2 separate regions of the Mus musculus genome follow, and region 1 is linked to region 2. The links are chromatin contacts, called in public ChIA-PET maps. All regions are on one chromosome and are shown on one strand. Each heading gives the region's core, a stretch centred on a gene start, on an enhancer-like site or on the middle of the called end of the contact. The rest is flanking DNA. Distances are from core to core; before and after follow the strand shown. Region 1 overlaps Gtf2ird1 (general transcription factor II I repeat domain-containing 1). Region 2 overlaps Gtf2i (general transcription factor II I).

Region 1 (4,082 bases), core at 1,338-3,837, 110 kb after region 2:
TGTGTGTTTAGCAAATGGTATTACTGTTTTCTCTAAGGAGACTCTAAATTCTGGAGGGTTCCTAGTCTATTAGTCATCGGAATCCGAGAGACCACATAAAAGCCCAAGACATAGAAGAGGACTCAAGGTAACAGGGTTAGCCCAACTCCAGAACACACCCGCTGGTACCCACTTACCTGTGAAAATGCGCTCATCGAACATTCTGGGAAGAGAGAAGAGAGAGCATGAGAAAGGTGCAGGCTGTTCCCGTCTGAGATGCCACAGGTGCCACCAGTGTGGCTCTTAGAGCCACGGACCAGGGCACGGGGGGGTTGACCACCCATGCGGGCAAGAGCTGGGGAGTGACCGTTCATCTTGCTAAACTGATGTGACTCAGAATGGCCACTGAAACAAACCTCTGGACAAGTCCATGAAGGGTCTCTAGATTAGGTTGACTGAGGAGGGAATATCTACCCTAAATGTGGGTGGCACATCCGATGGGCTGGAATCCTGGACTGAATCGAAAGAAAAACAGACAGCTGCGGGTCAGTGTTCAGCCCTACACTTTCTGGCTGGGAATACATGGTGAGTGACCTGCCACCCCACGTTCCCCCTGCCCACCTTCCCGCCACGGTGGACCTGCAAACTGTGAGCCTAAGTAAGCTTTTCCTCCGTAAGTAGCTTTTGTCGAGGGCTCTGTCATAGCAACAAGGAAATATAACTATTACAGAGGGACTCTGAAATCTCGGTATTAAAGTTTCTGCTTAGCCAGGGATGGCACAGCTCATGACCTATCTGGTCATTATGCCAACAAGGGGAAGCTCGAAACGCTATTTTGAAGCAGTGGGACAACTCAAGCTCCTGTCCTGCTACTACTCCAGCCACAAAAGACCTGTACAGGCTTTCTGTTGTTCTGTTTTGCTTTTTGTGAGGCAGGGTCTCATGGAGCCCAGGCTGACCTTGAACTCCCTTTGGAGCCCAGGATGACCTTGGATTCCTGATCCCCCTCCCGTGCTGGGATTACAGGCCTGTTTACACTATGCCTGGATTCTGAGTGCTGGGGATGGAATCCAGGGCTTTGTGGATGCCAGGCAGGTGCTCTGACCACTGAACCACACCACCATCCCTTACCTGCTCATGAAGCCCCTGTTATATACCCATGTTTCTAAGGGCCAGGCTCAGCAAGAAGCAACTCGGAGCCACTGGACAGATCACAGTCACGGAAGCTGACCTGAGGACCCCTTCAGGGGCAGCCTCAGAAGGTAGAAGCCCCAAGCAAGGGCAGGCCCTTGTAGTGATATGCTTGCTCATCCATGCAGGCTTCTACCTCATGGGAGCCACAGACACCTTGGACCCTGTGAAAGGTCAGGTCACTGATGGACCGACTGCAGGGGAAGAGGCCCTGGGATGGCTTAAGGTCCAAAACCTCTAAAGCCGAGGCCAAGAAGGACAGGCATGGAGGTACCCACCCACCTGTAATCCCAGCATTTGGGAGGCTGTGTGTGCTGCTACCACCACAGGGCTTAACAACAAAGTGGGGCCCTCTGAGGAGCGAACTGCCCACAGGAGACTGGCCTATGGACGTGTCTGTGAGGAATCCTGTAAACGGATGCTCAGCCCACTGTGGGTGGTGCCCTCAATGGGCGTGGTCCTGGGCTGTGTAAGAAAGCCCAGCACTAGCAAGGGCTGAGGCAGAGAGTGAGTTAGTGAGCAGCATTCCTCCAAGATATCTGCAGAGTTCCTGCCAGCTTTCCTCAAGGAGGGACTGGGACCCAGAAGTGGAAATAAACCTTTTCCCTGCCCCAAAGTTGCTTCCCTTCAGTCGTTGTGTTTATCACAGGGGTGACAGGATGAAACTGGGACAGGGGGATGAGTGTATAAATGGTGTGTGTGTGTGTGTGTGTGTGTGTGTGTGTGTGAGAGAGAGAGAGAGAGAGAGAGACAGACAGACAGACAGACAGACAGACAGACACTCAGACACTAGGATCAGAGTGCCTGATCTGAATGTGTGGAAACGTCACAAAACCAACTATTTTAGCCAACCCGTCTGACATAACTTAGGAAGCCATGGAGAATGTAGAGCACAGAAATGCAGACCTGTAATCCCGGTGGAAAAAGAAGACTCAGAAATTCAAGGTCATCCTGGGCTACACAGTACACAGACCATGCATGTCTTAAAAACAAAACAAAAACAAAAACAAACAAACAACAACCCAGAAAACAAAACAAAGGACCCCCAAACTAAAACAGCCAGCAGTGGTGTTGCGAGCCTTTGATCCCAGCACAAGGGAGGCAAAGGCAGGCGGGTCTGATAAGTTTGAGGCCAGCCTGGTCTACGTATTAAGTTCCAGCCAGAACTACACAGGGAAACCTTCTCTCCAAACAAACAAACAAACAAATTAAAATAAAATGAAACAAACAAACAAGCCAGTAAGGGTAGACTAAGTTGGGTGTCTGAATTAAGCTCAGGGCATGAACGTGGCTTCCTGTTCTTCCTCTGAGAGACCAAGGGTTCCTTGCTCTTCCCGGAGCTCTGGGAGCTCACACACACATCTGGATACCAAAAGGCCTGAAGCAGTCGGAGAGCAATGCTGGCGTGGGGGCGGGAACTAGCTTCCTGTCGGGGGCCCTGCTTCCCCTCTCAGCCCCACCCACTGACCCAGCGGCTGCAGACTTAACAAGGCGACCATTCTTTAGGAAGTAAGGAGTTGGGGGGAGGTACAGTCCGACTAGGAGGGGTTTCATATCATTTTCCGCAGGGGAAAAAAGCCAAATGTCCTCATAGGGTGCCCAGGCTGGAAGGCACACTTCACTGACTTAGGGTCCCAAAGCTCTAGAATCATCTGCTCCTCTTTTTTGCTTTTGTGGTTCTGAGGATGAAAAATCCAGTCCTTCATACATGTTAGGCAGGGGCTCTACCACTGAGCCACGCCCCCAGCCCCTCACTGGAGGATTCTAGGCAGGGGCTCTACCACTGAGCCACGCCCCCAGCCCCTCCCTGGGGGACTCTAGGCAGGGGCTCTACCACTGAGCCACACCCCCAGCCCCTCCCTGGGGGATTCTAGGCAGGGGCTCTACCACTGAGCCACACCCCCAGCCCCTCCCTGAGGGATTCTAGGCAGGGGCTCTACCACTGAGCCACGCCCCCAGCCCCTCCCTGGGGGATTCTAGTCAGGGGCTCTACCACTGAGCCACGCCCCCAGCCCCTCCCTGGGGGATTCTAGTCAGGGGCTCTACCACTGAGCCATGCCCCCAGCCCCTCACTGGGGGATTATAGGCAAGGGCTCTACCACTGAGCCATGCCCCCAGCCCCTCACTGGGGGATTCTAGGCAGGGGCTCTACCACTGAGCCACGCCCCCAGCTCCTCACTGAGGGATTCTAGGAAGCCTTTCTTTCATAGAACGGAGCCAATTCACACCTCTTGATAATGAAGTGAATGCTGTGTCGCTCCTCCAGAATCCTCTTCAGCTTCGGCACTCCGTAAGTACAGGGTCGCTTGAAGGGGATCTTGTCTGGAATACCCACAATTTCCACAGCCTCGGGGTCACAGGCAATCTTCCTATAGGGCACAGGGACCATGTGGTCCAGGCCCAGGGCTTCCGCTGGAAGGGTAAGAACAAGGGTGAATGCAAGGGACAAGTCACAGTGGATACGGTGTTGGCCACAGTCCATCTAACACTGTTGGCTGCGTGTGCTTCTTTCAACGTTTTTAGACAAAGTCTCACTATGTAGCCCTGGCTGACTCAGAACTCACTATGTAGACCAGGTTAGCCTCAAGCTCAAAGATTTGTCTTGCTCCCCAAATGTAGGCATTAAAGAACAGTGTCCCCCAGCTACACACACACAAACACACACACACACAAATACACACACACAGGGTTTCTCTGGGTAGCCCTGGCTATCCTATAAGTCACTCTATATACAAGGCTAACCTCAAACTGCCTTCTGAGTGCCACCACAACCTGGCCCAGCATCCTTTTTCAAACACTTTAGAAGGTTCACTATTTATTTATTGGGAGTCATGGCTAAGGGCCACAGCCTGAGTGTGGAGGTCAGAGGACAACTTGCAAGAGTCGGTTCTCTCCTTCCATCATGTGGGTTC
Region 2 (4,332 bases), core at 506-3,005:
TCATATACAATCAATCAATCAATAGATCTTTTAAAAAACCATACAAACAGTGTTAAACTTTATAGACAGAAGTGTGAGTGTGAGACAATGTTGAACAAAGAGGCCATGAAATGTAAAGAGAGCACAGCAGGGTATCTGGAAGGGTTTAGACAGGGGACAAGGTAGGAAGAAATGATGTAATTACATTATAACCTCAAATATACAAATGTTAAATGAATTAAGGCAGACAAGGTAGCGCACACCTTTAATCCCAGCACTTGCAGAAGAAAAGGCAAGCCAAGGTCAGCCTGGGCTACATAATGTATTCCAGGACAGCAAGGACTATACGGAGAAACCCTGTCACCACGGGAGGGACGGAGGGAGGGACAGAGGGAGAGAGGGAGGGAGGGAAGGAGAGAGGGAGGGAGGGAGGAGGGAGGGAGAGAGGGAGAAAGGAAGGAAAAAAATGATAATTAAAGAGTAAAAAACGTTTTGAAATGGGAGCTGGAGACATGGCTCAGTGGTTAAGAGCACTGACTGCTCTTCCAGAGGTCCCTGAGTTCAATTCCCAGCAACCACATGGTGGCTCACAACCATCTGTAATGGGTTCTGATGCTCTCTTCTGGTGTGTCTGAAGACAGCTACAGAGTACTTATATCCATAAAATAAATAAATAAATATTTTTTTTAAAAAATGTTTTAAAACCTTTTTTAAAAATCCACAACCTTGAAAATACAGAAACTAAAATTTGTTTAAGATTCAAAGACAATATAAAACCAAGCAGAGGCCATAAGAAACATCTGCAAGACCATATTTCTGACTTATATCCAAAATATAGGCAGAACTTTCAACAATGGAAAAAAAACAAAACAGTAAGCACAGGTTAAGAGAGAAAACAGGATCTGGGAAAGTGGCTCCCTGGGTCAAACACTTGCCACACAGCCTAGAACTGCAGTCTGAACTCCCAGGACCCAAGTGAGGCGGGCCAAGGTGGTGCATGTCTGTAAACCAGCTCTCTACAGCAAGATGGAAGGCAGAGAATTCCTGGGCCCTCGAAGGTCAGACAGCCCAGCTTCTGCAGTAGCCACATGCTCAGACCAGCACATGAGGTTATCTGATGCCAACAGGCACACCATGCCACATATGCATACTCTGCTCCCTCTCTGTCTCTCTCTCTCTCTCTCTCACACACACACACACACACACACACACACACACACACACTGGCAAGTTCATGAAAGAAACGTTCAGCATCATCCCCATGAGGAAACAACAACTGCAACCCCAGCAAGGGAGCTTGAGAGAGCTAGCTCAGTGGTTAACCATCTGCCCCACAATCCTGAGCATCAGAGCTTGTATCTCAGAATTCCCATCACAAGTGAACCAAGCCTGCCATTACCTGCAGCCCAGCTCGGAGGGAAGCAGAAACAAGAGACAGATCAGTGAGCTTTCAAGCTCGAGGCCTGAATTCTGAGAGACCCTGCCTCAAAGGAAGAGTTAGAGTAGAAGACAGTGGATGGCCTCCTCTGGCCTTGGAGCAGGCACAGGCACACAACCTCCTACCCCATTCCCACCCCAACATAGGAATATACCATATATTTACAAACAGGCACATGCACAAAATTAACTGATTATAAAGAAACCCTTAGGGGCCCCTCCTAAGTGAAACTGAGTATAGTCCCGCCTTTAATATGAGCAGTAGCGAGGCTGAGGCAGGAAGCTCGCTCGTCAGAAGCCAGGTCTGCTCAGCACAACATGACTCAATAACTAACCACTCAAACTGTAACCTTCTCAGCTAAGGAGAATGCTTTTTGTTCATAATAGCTTCTAAGAGTACTAGTACATACCAGAATCTTCTGTGGGTTCAGTTTTCACTTTGATGGGGCCACAACTGAAAGGAGGAAGAAATGTGGATCATGGGGTGCGTCTGTGAGAACCACCTGCACAGCTGTCAACAGCTTCCCCGACATCCAGCCTCGACTACCCAGGGCTCTGTGCACAGCTGCAGAGCTGAAGCCCACACTCCCGTGCCCATCACGCCTGTGCCTCCAGCTCTTAGGAGGCTGGGGCACAAGTGTCCCAAAATGAGGCTAGCCTCGGCTATTACAAAGTGAGAATATTTCTAAAACAAAACCAAAATTGACACTTTTGCAGCCAAGTGCTGCACCCTGCACTTCTGGATGTGGCCCTCAGCCTTCTGCTTTTAGTAACTCTGGGGCAGGGTCACAACAGTATGGGGGGGACGATGGCTTACCTTCCACTAGGAGACAGCATGGACCTCTCAGCCTCGGCCGCCAGCACTCGACCACCTACAAAGCAAAGGGCATTCAGGTTCAATGACATTTGTTGGTATTCTTGTCGGTTTGCTTGTCTGTTTTTCTGGTTTTTGGATTTTGACACAGGGTTTCTCTGTGTAGCCCTGGCTGTCCGTCAATTCCACATTCTCTCATCCCACAGTGTCAGGATTCTAGGGCTCATGATACCATGCCCTGGCTTGTGGGGGATTCAGGGTGAGGTTGGGGGACCCGGAGAAGAAACATCTCGGGATGAGCAAGCATAAACAGTCCTGAACTCAGTCATCCAGTTTTCATTTCACAGAAAAAGCTTATTTCTGCCAGTAAGCTGGCAACAGAAATAAAGCATTTGAGTGGCATAAGGTAAGAAGCGGATGTAAATATGACCCCTATTCAAGGTCAGTAGCTATGCCTCGTGTGGGGGTTCTGTTAGATATGATAGAAATGTTCTCAAGTAGATAATCAACAGTTGCCCAATCTGTGGTACATTTGAAACTGGTGAATTATACTGCAATTAAAAGAACTGTCTTACCTGACCTGGAGGTATATAGGGAATCCAGGCATTAAGGATACTGAGACAGTTCAAGGCCAGTCTTGACTACACGGCAAAACCCTGTCTCACCTTTGCATAGCCTAGCATGTGCAAGGCCCCTGGCTTGTATCACCGGCACTGTGGAGGGGTGCCGTTGAGGTTAAACCTGTAACCAATCTACACAGCCCTTTACTTAAGAGCCAAGAATCTATACAGCCCAAATGTCCCTCACCACAAAAATGAGCAAACGTGTCTGGGTTACATCTAGATCGCAACCTGGACTCAAGCAGCCTGTGTGGAGCACAGCGGGGAAGAGCGGGAGGCCTGCCCTGAGTCTGGTCTATAGCGAAAGGCCCAGGCCACCCAGGCAGCAAGACCCTGCAGCTGGTCTTTGATTCGTTGTGGGTTCTTTTTTTCTCCCACCCTTCCCCCCCCCCTCCCGCCCCCATGGTTTTACTCCTAACACTAGATAGGAGAGAAAGGATAAAGGGGAGAGAGACCCCTGAACCTAATTTCTTTCCTTTTGTTTCTTCTTTGAGCATGGCAACTAACAAACTATGACCAACATCCCCCACCCCAGGACCAGCAACCACCCACCACACCTGTCAGGGGCTCAGGACACCTTAATGAGGCAGACTCACTTGTATTTTTTTTTTCTGCTGGTCTGTGTAGTCAAGACTAGTTGTCCTTCCAGCTTCCAGACTTGCCTGCCTCTGCCTTCCATCTCACAGCAAAGGCCCTGCCCTTACCCACACACACTCCCACTTTAGTCCCAGGGATGGAGCTGGGGTCGCCGGGCCTGGTAGCACACGTGTCCTTTACCTGCTGAGCTGTCTGTCCTGCAGCCTGTCTGTGCCACTTCTGTGACTTAATGTGAAAGTTTTCTTTGTGTAGCCTGGACTGGCCTCACATTTTTCATCTTCCTGCTTCAGCTATGAAAGTGCTGGGAGTCCAGGCCTGTGCCACAACCCTGCTTTTCTCCCAATCTTTAAAATGAGCCACACACTGCTGCCTTCCCACTGAGCAGGCAAAGGAACGCTCGCCTAACCTAACATGGAGGACGGTCGTGGAGAGGACCTAACATGGACCTCAAGGTGACGTGCACTACGGCCGCTGTATTTGGTCTTATTTGTAATTACCCTAGCCAGACCAAAAGGTAAGCGACAAAAGGGACACTGGCAAGAAGGGAAGAGGGACACCGCTGTCTCCACCCTCATATCGCTGTGAAGAAAACACAGAAATAGAGTCAGGGTCAGCTGACTCCAGCAAAGTTTCCAAGACAACGCAGAGAGCACGCTTCTCACGGAGACCTAGATGCAAAGACGAATTTAAGCCTCTACATTCTGTGGGGTACAAACTCAAAATAGACTGGGCTGGCGGTTCCGGGCAGTGGAGCATCTGACTGGCACTGACACGCTGGGCTCCACTCCTAGACACCCACATCCAGGACACCTTTAACACTGGAAGAGGGACACAAGCAAGGCAAGCGCCCACATCCCAAGGCTAGTTAATGGTTCCTTCTCTTTT

What was found. ChIA-PET counts read pairs in DNA pulled down with a chosen protein or histone mark.
Region 1: a contact with region 2 is called in an RNA polymerase II ChIA-PET map of memory CD8 T cells, with 2,337 read pairs. The contact joins two enhancer-like sites. A contact is called at or near these places in 1 of 484 Hi-C or Micro-C datasets (embryonic retina), 2 of 115 datasets of contacts at active chromatin or transcription factors (astrocytes and memory CD8 T cells) and 3 of 9 other capture datasets (adipose tissue, liver and pancreatic islet).

Annotation. Positions count from the first base shown.
Region 1 is chr5:134,392,219-134,396,300 of GRCm38.p6, forward strand. It overlaps Gtf2ird1 (general transcription factor II I repeat domain-containing 1), which reads right to left. Exons shown (of 30, transcript NM_001081464.2): 9 at 3,399-3,582; 10 at 177-202. Among named protein-coding and RNA genes, the nearest start is that of Gm46925, 46 kb to the left of the region's middle. Within about 2 kb of position 2,588, at least 107 of the 459 cell types and tissues checked have an H3K27ac peak or open chromatin away from gene starts, as enhancers often do. A contact at or near this core is called in memory CD8 T cells, where this site is marked.
Region 2 is chr5:134,280,961-134,285,292 of GRCm38.p6, forward strand. It overlaps Gtf2i (general transcription factor II I), which reads right to left. Exons shown (of 34, transcript NM_010365.4): 7 at 2,234-2,288; 8 at 1,827-1,870. Among named protein-coding and RNA genes, the nearest start is that of Gtf2i, 32 kb to the right of the region's middle. Within about 2 kb of position 1,756, at least 41 of the 459 cell types and tissues checked have an H3K27ac peak or open chromatin away from gene starts, as enhancers often do. A contact at or near this core is called in memory CD8 T cells, where this site is marked.